2 separate regions of the Macaca mulatta genome follow, and region 2 is linked to region 1. A link is a contact called in public Hi-C data. All regions are on one chromosome and are shown on one strand. Each heading gives the region's core, a stretch centred on a gene start, on an enhancer-like site or on the middle of the called end of the contact. The rest is flanking DNA. Distances are from core to core; before and after follow the strand shown.

What was found. A called contact is a pair of places that touch in the nucleus more often than the background predicts.
Region 2: a contact with region 1 is called in a Hi-C map of liver, with 4 times the contacts expected there. The contact joins the enhancer-like site here to the promoter of CORO2A in region 1. A contact is called at or near these places in 5 of 14 Hi-C or Micro-C datasets (CD4 T cells, blood, cortical neurons and 2 more).

What each region holds. Positions count from the first base shown.
Region 1 is chr15:60,209,755-60,214,634 of T2T-MMU8v2.0, reverse strand. It overlaps CORO2A (coronin 2A), which reads right to left and starts at 2,780. Exons shown (of 12, transcript XM_015117227.3): 1 at 2,448-2,780. The region is part of intron 1 of TRIM14 (tripartite motif containing 14); the gene reads right to left.
Region 2 is chr15:60,282,942-60,287,821 of T2T-MMU8v2.0, reverse strand. TRIM14 (tripartite motif containing 14) reads right to left here. Exons shown (of 8, transcript XM_028835036.2): 2 at 2,592-2,830. The coding sequence starts at 2,798. It overlaps CORO2A (coronin 2A), which reads right to left. Exons shown (of 12, transcript XM_015117227.3): 12 at 4,211-4,880. Among named protein-coding and RNA genes, the nearest start is that of NANS, 61 kb to the left of the region's middle. Within about 2 kb of position 2,896, at least 13 of the 40 cell types and tissues checked have an H3K27ac peak or open chromatin away from gene starts, as enhancers often do. A contact at or near this core is called in CD4 T cells, blood and liver, where this site is marked.

The sequences.
Region 1 (4,880 bases), core at 1,531-4,030:
CGAACTCCTGACCTCAGGTGATCCGCCCACCTTGGCCTCCTAAACTGCTGGGATTACAGGTGTGAGCCACTGCGCCCAGGCCAGAAGACAACTTCTTACAAATAACAGCACTACATATGTCTCTCTCTATAGTTACTTCCTTAGGATAAAGCCCTCAAAGTAGCTGGCTAAAGGCAAAGGGCAAGTAGGGTCATTTTCATGACAACAGGCTACCAGATTGCTCTGCAAAATTAAATGCCACAGGCGAATCCCTACAGCCTTGCCAGCGCAGAGTTTCATCCTTTTATTTTTATTTTTCCTAATTTTACAGGAATAAATACAGCCTCCTTTCATTTATTAAATGTTATGTGTTTTCTGGGGGAAAAAAAGGCACTCCAATCTTGGAATCAGGATCCCTGGGCTCGGTTGCTGGTTTGCTGTGTGACCTTTGCCCAGTCACATCCCCTCTGGGGACAGGGGATGCCTATCTGTAAAATGAGGGGGTTGAATGAGAAGATGTCTTAAGGCTCCTTTCAGCTTAGACATTCCATAATTCCATGGTGCACTTAAAAACTATTAGCAATTAAAGTCATAGCATGACTTTTTAATAACCCGAATCTGCCATGCTCCTAAATCAGGCCAAAAAGGCTTACACTAGGCAAGCAGGAAAACAGGGCCCAGATTATACATGTGTCGAGATGACAGGAGACCCAGGTAGCACTTAAGCCTGTGCGTCGGAGCTGGGCTCATGGGCCAGCACGTATACTTTGCCTGCTTTTACGAGGGGATAATAACACTCATTTGTGGTCCGGCTCCCAGTCCTGTGCAGCTCCACCATGGCCGCAGGGCAAGGTCATAGGCACTACTTCAGCCCTAGAATTCCACAGACTTTCAGTCCGAGGTAGCTCACCCCAGGTTCTGCTTGCATACCTGTGATGACAAAGAGCTCACGACCTGTCCAGGGGCCTCCTGCCCTCTTTTGGCTGTAAGAAAGTCCCTGGGTGCGGGGCAGGTCATGAAGGGGACAAGAAAGTCCAGAAGGCTGAGAAGTGATTCTTAGACACCGCTCCCTCAAAAAGGGCAGGCATCAGGCAGGTGGAGAGGAGGCCACATGGGGCAGGAAAGGCCTGCAGAGGGGCTCCGGCTCTCCTCACTCCAGACCTCTCAGAAGGTCCCCAGGAGGGGCAGGAAGCTCGAGAGACATATTCCAGTTCTGAGGCACAGGTGGGTTCTGAACAACCCCCGGGAAAGCGGAGGTCCCACAGTCTGCTCTGGGGCAGACACCTCAGCTCCCTCTTCTTGCCTTGGCTCCCTGGGCTTTGATGGGAGAAACTGCTGGGGCTGGAGGTGAGCATACTTAAGGGACCTGATCACTGCTCCAGGGTGAGGGAGGAAGGGTCAGAGGTTGTTTGTGTGTTCAGAGCAGGACCAGCAGGAGAGGCAGTGACTGGGTAGCAGATTCCAGCCTGGTTTACAACTAATGAGATCCCCATCACAAGGAGTGTGCAAGGGGGCAGCAAGACCTTCCAGAGGGGGTCTTACAGAGGGGCTGGGCCAGATGCCATAGGTCTTCTTTACCTAGGGAGCCTGGACCACAGTCCCTCAGACCTGTGCTCTGTCCCATCCCTTAATACCACGCAGACACAGCCCCTTGGCATTGTTACCCCTCTGAGGTCCAGGCGTGGCCGCCAGTCAACCCTTGTCACACCAGCTAGTGTGTGTCACACCTTATCACACACTAGCTCTGGGACACAGAGCTAGGCACCAGCACCTGGCCCGGGTGGGGAAGGGGAAGGAGCTGTCCTGTACCACTCTGTAAATCGAGGTGCCTACGTGGGGCTGGTCCAGGCAGTCGTGCCGCCAGGAGTCCAGCCACCTCCAACCTAGGGCTCCTCCAGCCCCAGACGAGTAAACCCTCTTGGTGGGCCGGCTGATGCCCCACCTGCACGCCCAGGCCGGCTTGGCGGGGACCCGGGGATGCCCCCCACCCCACCGTTTCCTGTACCAGGAAGCTGAGGCCCAGCAGGTAACGCAGCCAAGAGGGGGAGGGTCCCGACAAGAGTCCCATGGAGCACCCGGGCCACAGCAGGGGCCTGTAGGAACCGGCTGGCCGCGCCCAGAGTGCGCTTCCCTCACCGCGGGCTGGAGGGGTGGGAGGTGCAGACAGTACTCATGCGGGCAGCGAGCCGTCGGGAGCGCGGACCTCGGGGCGGCCCCTCCCAACAACCCCGAGAGAAGGGGGCCACCAATGAGCCCGCTATCCTGACGGGGAAACTGAGGCCTGAAGAGGAGCAGTGCTTTGTGCAAGGTCACGCAAAGGGGCTGAAAGCCAGGTCCCCCGCGCGCCGAGCCCCGCATCCCTCCCTCTCCGAGAGCTGAAGCCGCGGGGGGCTCAGTGCGCACGTCCCGCCCGACGTCCCCATCGCGCAGACCGGGAAGGCACGGCCGGCGGCGCGGGGCCGCCCTACCTTGATGACGGCCGCGCAGGTGGTGGTGGCGGTGGCGGTGGCGGCGGCGGCGTCCAGCTCCGGCTCCGCGCTCCTCGCCGCCCGCCGACTCCCGGCGCCCAGAGCCGCCGCCGCCTCCCTCTGCAGCCCGGCGGGCGGGGCTGGAAGGCGGGGCGGGGGCCCGGCCAAAGGTCCGCCCTCTCGCCCGCCCCGCGGGTCCGCCCTGGCCACCCTTTTCCGCCCCCACGACCCCAACCGCGCTCCTGGCTTCCCGGGGCGGGTCTCGGGGCGCGCACACGTGCTGGGAGCAGGCGCGCACACGTCGCAGTGATTGGGGCGGGTTGCTGGCCACCAGGCGGAGGCTGGGGACAAGCAGAGCCGCCGGCCCCACGTCCCGCCGTGCCCTCTCTGCGTGGTGTGGGATGAGGAACCTGACCTCCGGGAGCCTCAGTTTCCCCCGTGGTGAAATGGAGACAATAACCGCGTCGGCCTCTTAAGGCTGTTTGAGCCCTGGATGTGACAATCCCGGACAGGTACAGTGCGCGCGCAGAGCCCGACCGGGGAAGCGCTCCTTTCCCCGAGCAGTTACAGCTGTTACCGAGGCTTCCCAGTCCGCAGGGAGGAGAGGAGCCGGGAGCGCCGCTGGGAGCAGAGGAGGACGCCCTTCCTTCTCTCGGGACCAGCGGGGGCGCTGCTGCCCAGCCTCGCCGGCTGGGGAGCCCTGAGGACACTAGACAATGGGGAGGCCCTACCTTTGGGTACCACCCCTACCGAACACTACTGAGCCACGCACTGCTCTAAGCGCCTTCTGTGCATTACCTCCATTCACTGTCACACAGGCCTATGAGGTTGATACCATTACTCACCTATTTAACACAAAAGAAAGCTGCGGCACACAGAGGTTAAGTACCTAGGTTAAGATCACACGGCTAGTCATGCGACCCCAGGCAGTATGGCTCCCAGGGCTGCTAAGCTCACAGCCACTCTACCACACCACGTCTCCGAAGAGCTCTTGGTTTTGTTCAGTAAAGACCGTTATCTTGAGGGCCTTGAACTGCTCCGTGGCACATAGTAGGCACTCAATATATAGCTGTGGAGTGGATGACAGAGTACACTATTACTACTTTACATATCTGTATCATTTCTTCTAAGCCTAGCAACCCCTTTATTTAGCCACTATTATTACCTCCATTTTACAGATAAGAAATTGAGGCTTGGAGTGGCAAGGTACTTGGGGAGCTCTTGATTCTCTCCTTAGAATGTGACTCAGCTTTCATAGTCCACTGCACCACTCCCCTGCCCAGAGATGGACGGGCTCCCTGCCTACCACCTAAAGCCCAGTGTGCAGTATGGTCCTGAAAACCCTCAGCCTACAGCTCTGATTCAGGCCTTCTGGAGTCGGACTGCCCAGCAGGCAGGCTGAACGCATGCTTCTGGTGTTAGCATGCAAGAGTTGGGTATCTAAACTTTCAAAGAAGCATATGGATGGCTGGGCGCGGTGGCTCATGCCTGTAATCCTAGCATTTTGGGAGGCCAAGGCAGGTGGACTGCTTGAGATCAGGAGTTCAAGACCAGCCTGGCCACCATGGTGAAAACCTATCTCTAGTAAAAATACAAAAATCAGCCGGGTGTGGTGGCATGTGCCTGTATTTCCAGCTACTTGGGAGGCTGAGGCAGGAGAATAACTTGAACCTAGGAGGTGGAGGTTGCAGTGAGCCGAGATTCAGGATTGCACACATGGGGAACCTGACGCCACAGTGGTCATGACCTACCCAGGATCCCCTAGCTAGAAAACCACATAGCACGTCTGGTTCCAAAGTTGGGCCCATCTGCTAGCACCTTCTATTAGGCCTTAGTGTGGATTGGGATGGGCCAGGAAACCTCCCTCTTCCTCCTTCCCAGTGCACCCACATGGCTGGCTTTTTTTTTTTGGAGACGGAGTCTCACTCTGTTGCCCACCCTGGAGAGCAGTGGCGTGATCTCGGCTCACTGCAAGCTCCGCCTCCTGGATTCACACCATTCTCCTGCCTCAGACTCCTGAGTAGCTGGGACTACAGGCGCCCGCCACCACGCCCGGCTAATTTTTTGTATTTTTAGTAGAGATGGGGTTTCACCGTGTTAGCCAGGATGGTCTTGATCTCCTGACCTCGTGATCTGCCTGCCTCAGCTTCCCAAAGTGCTGGGATTACAGGCGTGAGCCACCGAGCCCAATGGCCGGCTTTGTTAATCTTCCATGTGTAGGTAAACATCTTGTGTAGGACCAGAACATATGTGTGTGGGGTGGGGGTGGGGGACAAGTTCTCCATCTATATGCCCCACGTGGAACTTTCTGTACGATATGGCCCCATGTCCATGAGGGAGGGGGTTGAGAAAGAATGAGGAGACAGTGCCTGGGGGCTGGCGCTCTGTGTTTGGAGGATAGCAGCCTTGAACATGGGCAATCTCTGGAAGTGA
Region 2 (4,880 bases), core at 1,647-4,146, 73 kb before region 1:
CTTACAAGGTTCCCAACCTTGTGGTAAGTAAAGAATGTCACTTTCTGACAGGTCTAGAAACCTCAAGATATTTTGGAACCTTGAGAAGAGAAGAATTCGCCCAATGTGTGTGGGTATCACAGGCATAGTCTGATGGTAAATCCTTGGTTTGGCTTTTTAGCTGTGAGGCTTTTAAAAGTCGAATCCAGGCCAGGCATAGTGGCTCATGCCTATAATCCCAGCACTTTGGGAGACTGAGGCAGGAGGATCACCTGAGCCCAGGAATTCTAGACCAACCTGGACAACATGGTGAAACCCCATCTCTACAAAAAAAAAGTACAAAAAAAATTAGCCAGGTGTGGTGGTGCATGCCTATAGTCCCAGCTACTTGGGAGGCTGAGGTAGGAGGATCGCTTGAGCCTGGGAGGTGGAGGATGCAGTGAGCCAAGGTCATGCCTTGCACTCTAGTCTGGGTGACAGAGTGAGACCCTGTGTCAAAAAAAAAAAAAGTGAAATCCAAAATTCCTTATGAAAGTTCCAATAATGCAAATTATCAGGCCAAGTATACTACTAAAACTTAATTTGCAAGTAAATTTGTCCTATCAAGACTCATTTTTGCTAAAAACAGGGAACTAGAGAGAGAAAAATTACGTTTCAGAAGAAAATCTTAGCACACCTGTTAGTGCTGCACACCTGTTATTCCTGTTATTAGATTCCAGCCCTGGCCATTGTTTTCGAGTTTTTATTATTTTCCTACAATTTGGACTAAATCCTGAATTATTTCCTGGCTACAACAAGGAAGGTTGTAGAAAAAGTTTTAGAAGCCAATTCCTGGATTTTAAAGAAGGCTTGGGATTTTCTTCATGATGTTTTTAGTTGACTCTCCAGTGGAATAGGTTTGGTGTTGTTCTGCCATAGAGATTCTCTTTTTCTATTTATTTATTTATGACAGAGTCTCACTCTGTCACCCAGGCTGGAGTGCAGTGGCATGATCTCGGCTCATTGCAACCTCCATCTCCCGGGTTCAAACAATTCTTATGCCTCAGCCTCCTGGGTAGCTGGGATTACAGATGTGTACCACCACACCTGGCTGATTTTCATATTTTTTAGTAGAGATGAGGTTTCACCATGTTGGCCAGGCTGGTCTCGAACTCCTGGCCTCATGTGATCCTCCTGCCTCAGCCTCCCAAAGTGCTGGGATTACAGGCATGAGCCACTGTGCCCGACTGCTTATGTCATTTTAATGTAAATTCTTGGTAAACAATTTAGGAACTGCCTCTTCTTTTTTCCTTAAAAACTTATATGTAACTGCTGCTAATCAGAGTGGATAGTCTCGGAAATTTGAATCTATGGTCCCAGTTGGCCATCCTCAGGCTTTAGGCTTGGATAAACTCTGTACTTAATCCTATTTTCTGAATCTTATTACTTCAAGTTGACAGTAGGTAGTGGGTAGGGGAATGGACAAATGGATGGGTGAGACTCTTCAGCCAGATCTGTGGAAAGCAGCCTTGTTAGTTCTGAATAGGTTTTTCAAGCAGCCATTATTATAATTACAGCCATTTCATAAGTTAAAAAAAGGAAGGGTCTGGTGGCAGGGACGGGTCTTGAGCCCACGACTCCACTGGATTGTCCCCCATGATCCCCTTTTCACCTTGGAGTTCCACGGTTGTCACAATGTGGTAGTCTGGAGTCATGCAGTACCGGGGAAAAGCTCAAGATGAGGCCGAGTTCATCACAGAAGACTTCTTGGAGAGGGAAGTGGTAGGATCAACATCTGTCAGACAGGAGGGCCTACCATGCCCAGGCTTCATGAAACCCAGAGAGAGAGAAGGATTTGAGAGGAGCCACAGAACAAGTCAGCTGGAAAGCTGGAGCAGGAGCCCAAAGTCCCTGGGCACTGTTAGGATTATACCTGGGTGAGGTTCTATGGTGACAATGGCTCTACTGGGGGCATCTGGCTAATGGAGTCCTGGGTTCAAGGCCTGACCCTGCCTCCAGAGCCTTCCTCTTGTGGCCTATAAAATGGCCGTAATAATAATGGCTCACCCAAGGCTGCCACGAGTAGGAATGGGAGCGTCTGTGTGGCCGGGGAGGGGAGAGGAGGTAGGTAGTGACAGCTGAGGCTGCTCCAAGGGCAATCAGCCGTCCTCAACTCAAGGTTCACAGGCCCTTTCTATGGATTGCAGATTGAGTAAACCCGAGATGTCTGTGTGGCTTTCTTAGCTACATAGGGCTGTTGATTAAGAGGGAGAGTTTGCACCTCTGTTAACTGGAAGGCAGACTATCTTCCAGCCCAATGGCAGTGTGGTGGATCGGCCATGGTGGACACAGTCAAGGACATCTGGGTACCAGCCTGGGCTCCCAACCTCTCACTCCTGAACCCACCTTTTCTGAAGCTCAACTGATGGCTTTGGCTCGCCTTTGCCCTTCCTTGGGTCTCAGTCTCCCCCTCTGAACTTTCGATCGACCGCTTAGACGCCCTCTGGGGCACCTTTGGTTTCCAGGTTGTAACCCGCCACTGGCCACGGTCAGGTACCTCCCCTCCTCGGCCGTTATGCCTGGACTGGCTCCCCCAACTCCCGCGCGGCGAACCCCGTCCACACCGTCCCCACCTGCACGTGCACCGCCGCCTCCAGCGCCAGGCCCACCGGGTGGCCACGGTGCGCGCCCAGCACCGGGCAAAGCGCGCACACACAGCGGTGGCAGCGGCGACAGAAGAGTTCAGCTATGCGGTCGCCATGCTCCGGGCAGCGCCAGCCGCATCCCTCGACAAGCTCCGACCCCCCAGGGGTCCGGCTGCTAGCCGCCGCGCCCGCCATTCATCTCCGCCACCTCCGGCTCCCCGGGGCACGGGGCGGGGCTCCCACGGGAAACCGAAACCTCGGCCGTGGGCGGGGCGGCTCCAGGCCGGCCGGCCGGCCGCTGGGAGGATGACAGCCTGCAGGGAGCATCCTCCGACCAGCAGGGTGCTCCCTCTGCCCGCCCAGGCCAGGAGGTGGCCTCAGCAGAAATGGGAGGCTCCTAATAAGCCAGCCGGGAGAGGGTGGGCTTCCTGCTTAATGACGCTGGATCACTAACGCCCAGAAAACTGCAGCCCTGGTGATGGGACCAAAGTTGGCTGGACCTTCCAGGGGTGCTCCTCTCACTTTCCCTTGATCCTCTCTTGCCCTTTTCCCGGGAAAGATAATCATTCCCACAACTATAAGAAACCTAGTCAAGCTCAAATAACGACACAGAGATTCTCCAATTGAGTTTATTTCGGACTGAGCAGGAGGATTGCAATTCGGGAATAAATGTGCCATGGCACCCAAGGGGTAGAGGCGCGGAGTACGCAGGGAGGCAAAGGAAAGTAGAGGCTTTTAAAAGCAGAAGGAGGCGGATTGCATACATTGTTTTAAAATAATAATACTTGATTACAAGAATTAATACGGGTGGCTTCAATCCGAAAGTTGAACAGGCAGTTGCTGGGCAGATGTCCTCATATCGTGGCTTTTGTGCATTGCTGTGGTTCTTTGTGCAAGGCTGCAGTTTGGTAATTCCTGTTACCAGGCAAATCGTTGGTGAGGGCCCCCCACTTCATGGCCTCCCAGCACCCTTTAGTTATTTTGTTTGAGACAGGGTCTGGCTCTGTTGCCCAGGCTGGAGTGCAGTAGTGCGATCAAAGCTCGCTGCAGCCTCTAACTCCTGGGCTCAAGTGATTTTCCCACCTCATTCTCTGGAGTAGCTAGGACTACAGGAGCACCATTTAGTTTGATTTTGACATAAGTGACTCTGTTTTGGTACTGACAACTTTCACAGACACACCCCCACCCCAAATTCCAGTTGCCCCCAGGCTCAAGTCTCCAAGCCCACTTTTAAAGCCCTTGGCTCTTTCTTAAGATCCTTGGTCCCCGCCCTGCCTACGCTCCACCCTTTGATTTTTCAAGACTGGAGGACCTGCAGTTTACCCTGCTTGGAACATTCTTCTTCCCAAATGCCCTTTGCCCTGAGTATTCCAACTTATCCTGCAGATTTCTACCTTACTATCTTTGCCTCCAGGAAACCTTCCCTGCTTCTCCTTCCAGAACAGCCTACGTTTCCCCTATCCCGGCCCTCCCCATTCCCCCAACCATGACTGAAAACTGCAGAGGGCAAAGACTGTCTGTCCTGCCTGTTTTCCAGCTTGGTGTCTGACTCCAACAGTAGATAGTTAATTGGTATTTGTGGAACAAATCAAGACAAGGAAAGCTCCTTGTAGTAAAATGTCTGGCCAGATGTTTATTATTTTGTGACATTATTTCCATCGCACATTCCACATCTATTTATTTTCACTTTTATTTATTATTATTATTTTTCACAAAGGTACAAGGAATTTCAGAAACAACATTAAAACAATCATTCAAACTGTTTCAGGCACGGTTTCAATTAAAAGCATAGATTTGATTTCTGACTTCCTGTTTCCTTCTCTGATACAATCTCAAGTTTTGTTCCAGGAAGCACAATTACGGTAGCAGTAAGATGGATACCCGCCAAAGCTCATCTCCTAGTGCTGTCCTCATTCTCAGAAAGTTCCTGAGTCAACAGAAAGGGGACGCCCGGGGTATGGAATAAGGAGATGAGGGCATGCTCTGCCAACTGGCTGGGCCCTGAATGCGCTGGGCGAGTTCCACTACCTCAGCTCAAGAACATAAACAAAAACGTAATTTAAAAAACAGATGGTTTAAAAAAATATCTGATAAAAATTACCTATCCCTCTCCCTTGCTGTGAAATAATTTAAATAATTTATTCTAGATGTAAAAATTAAAAAAAAAGTTTGTTCAAAGACACCTGTGTCCTGTTTTTAAGTGTGCAGTCTGGGTCCTTTGGGGTGGAGAGAGCTGGCCAAGGAATGGCGCTGTGCAGAGGCATACCAGGAAGCTCT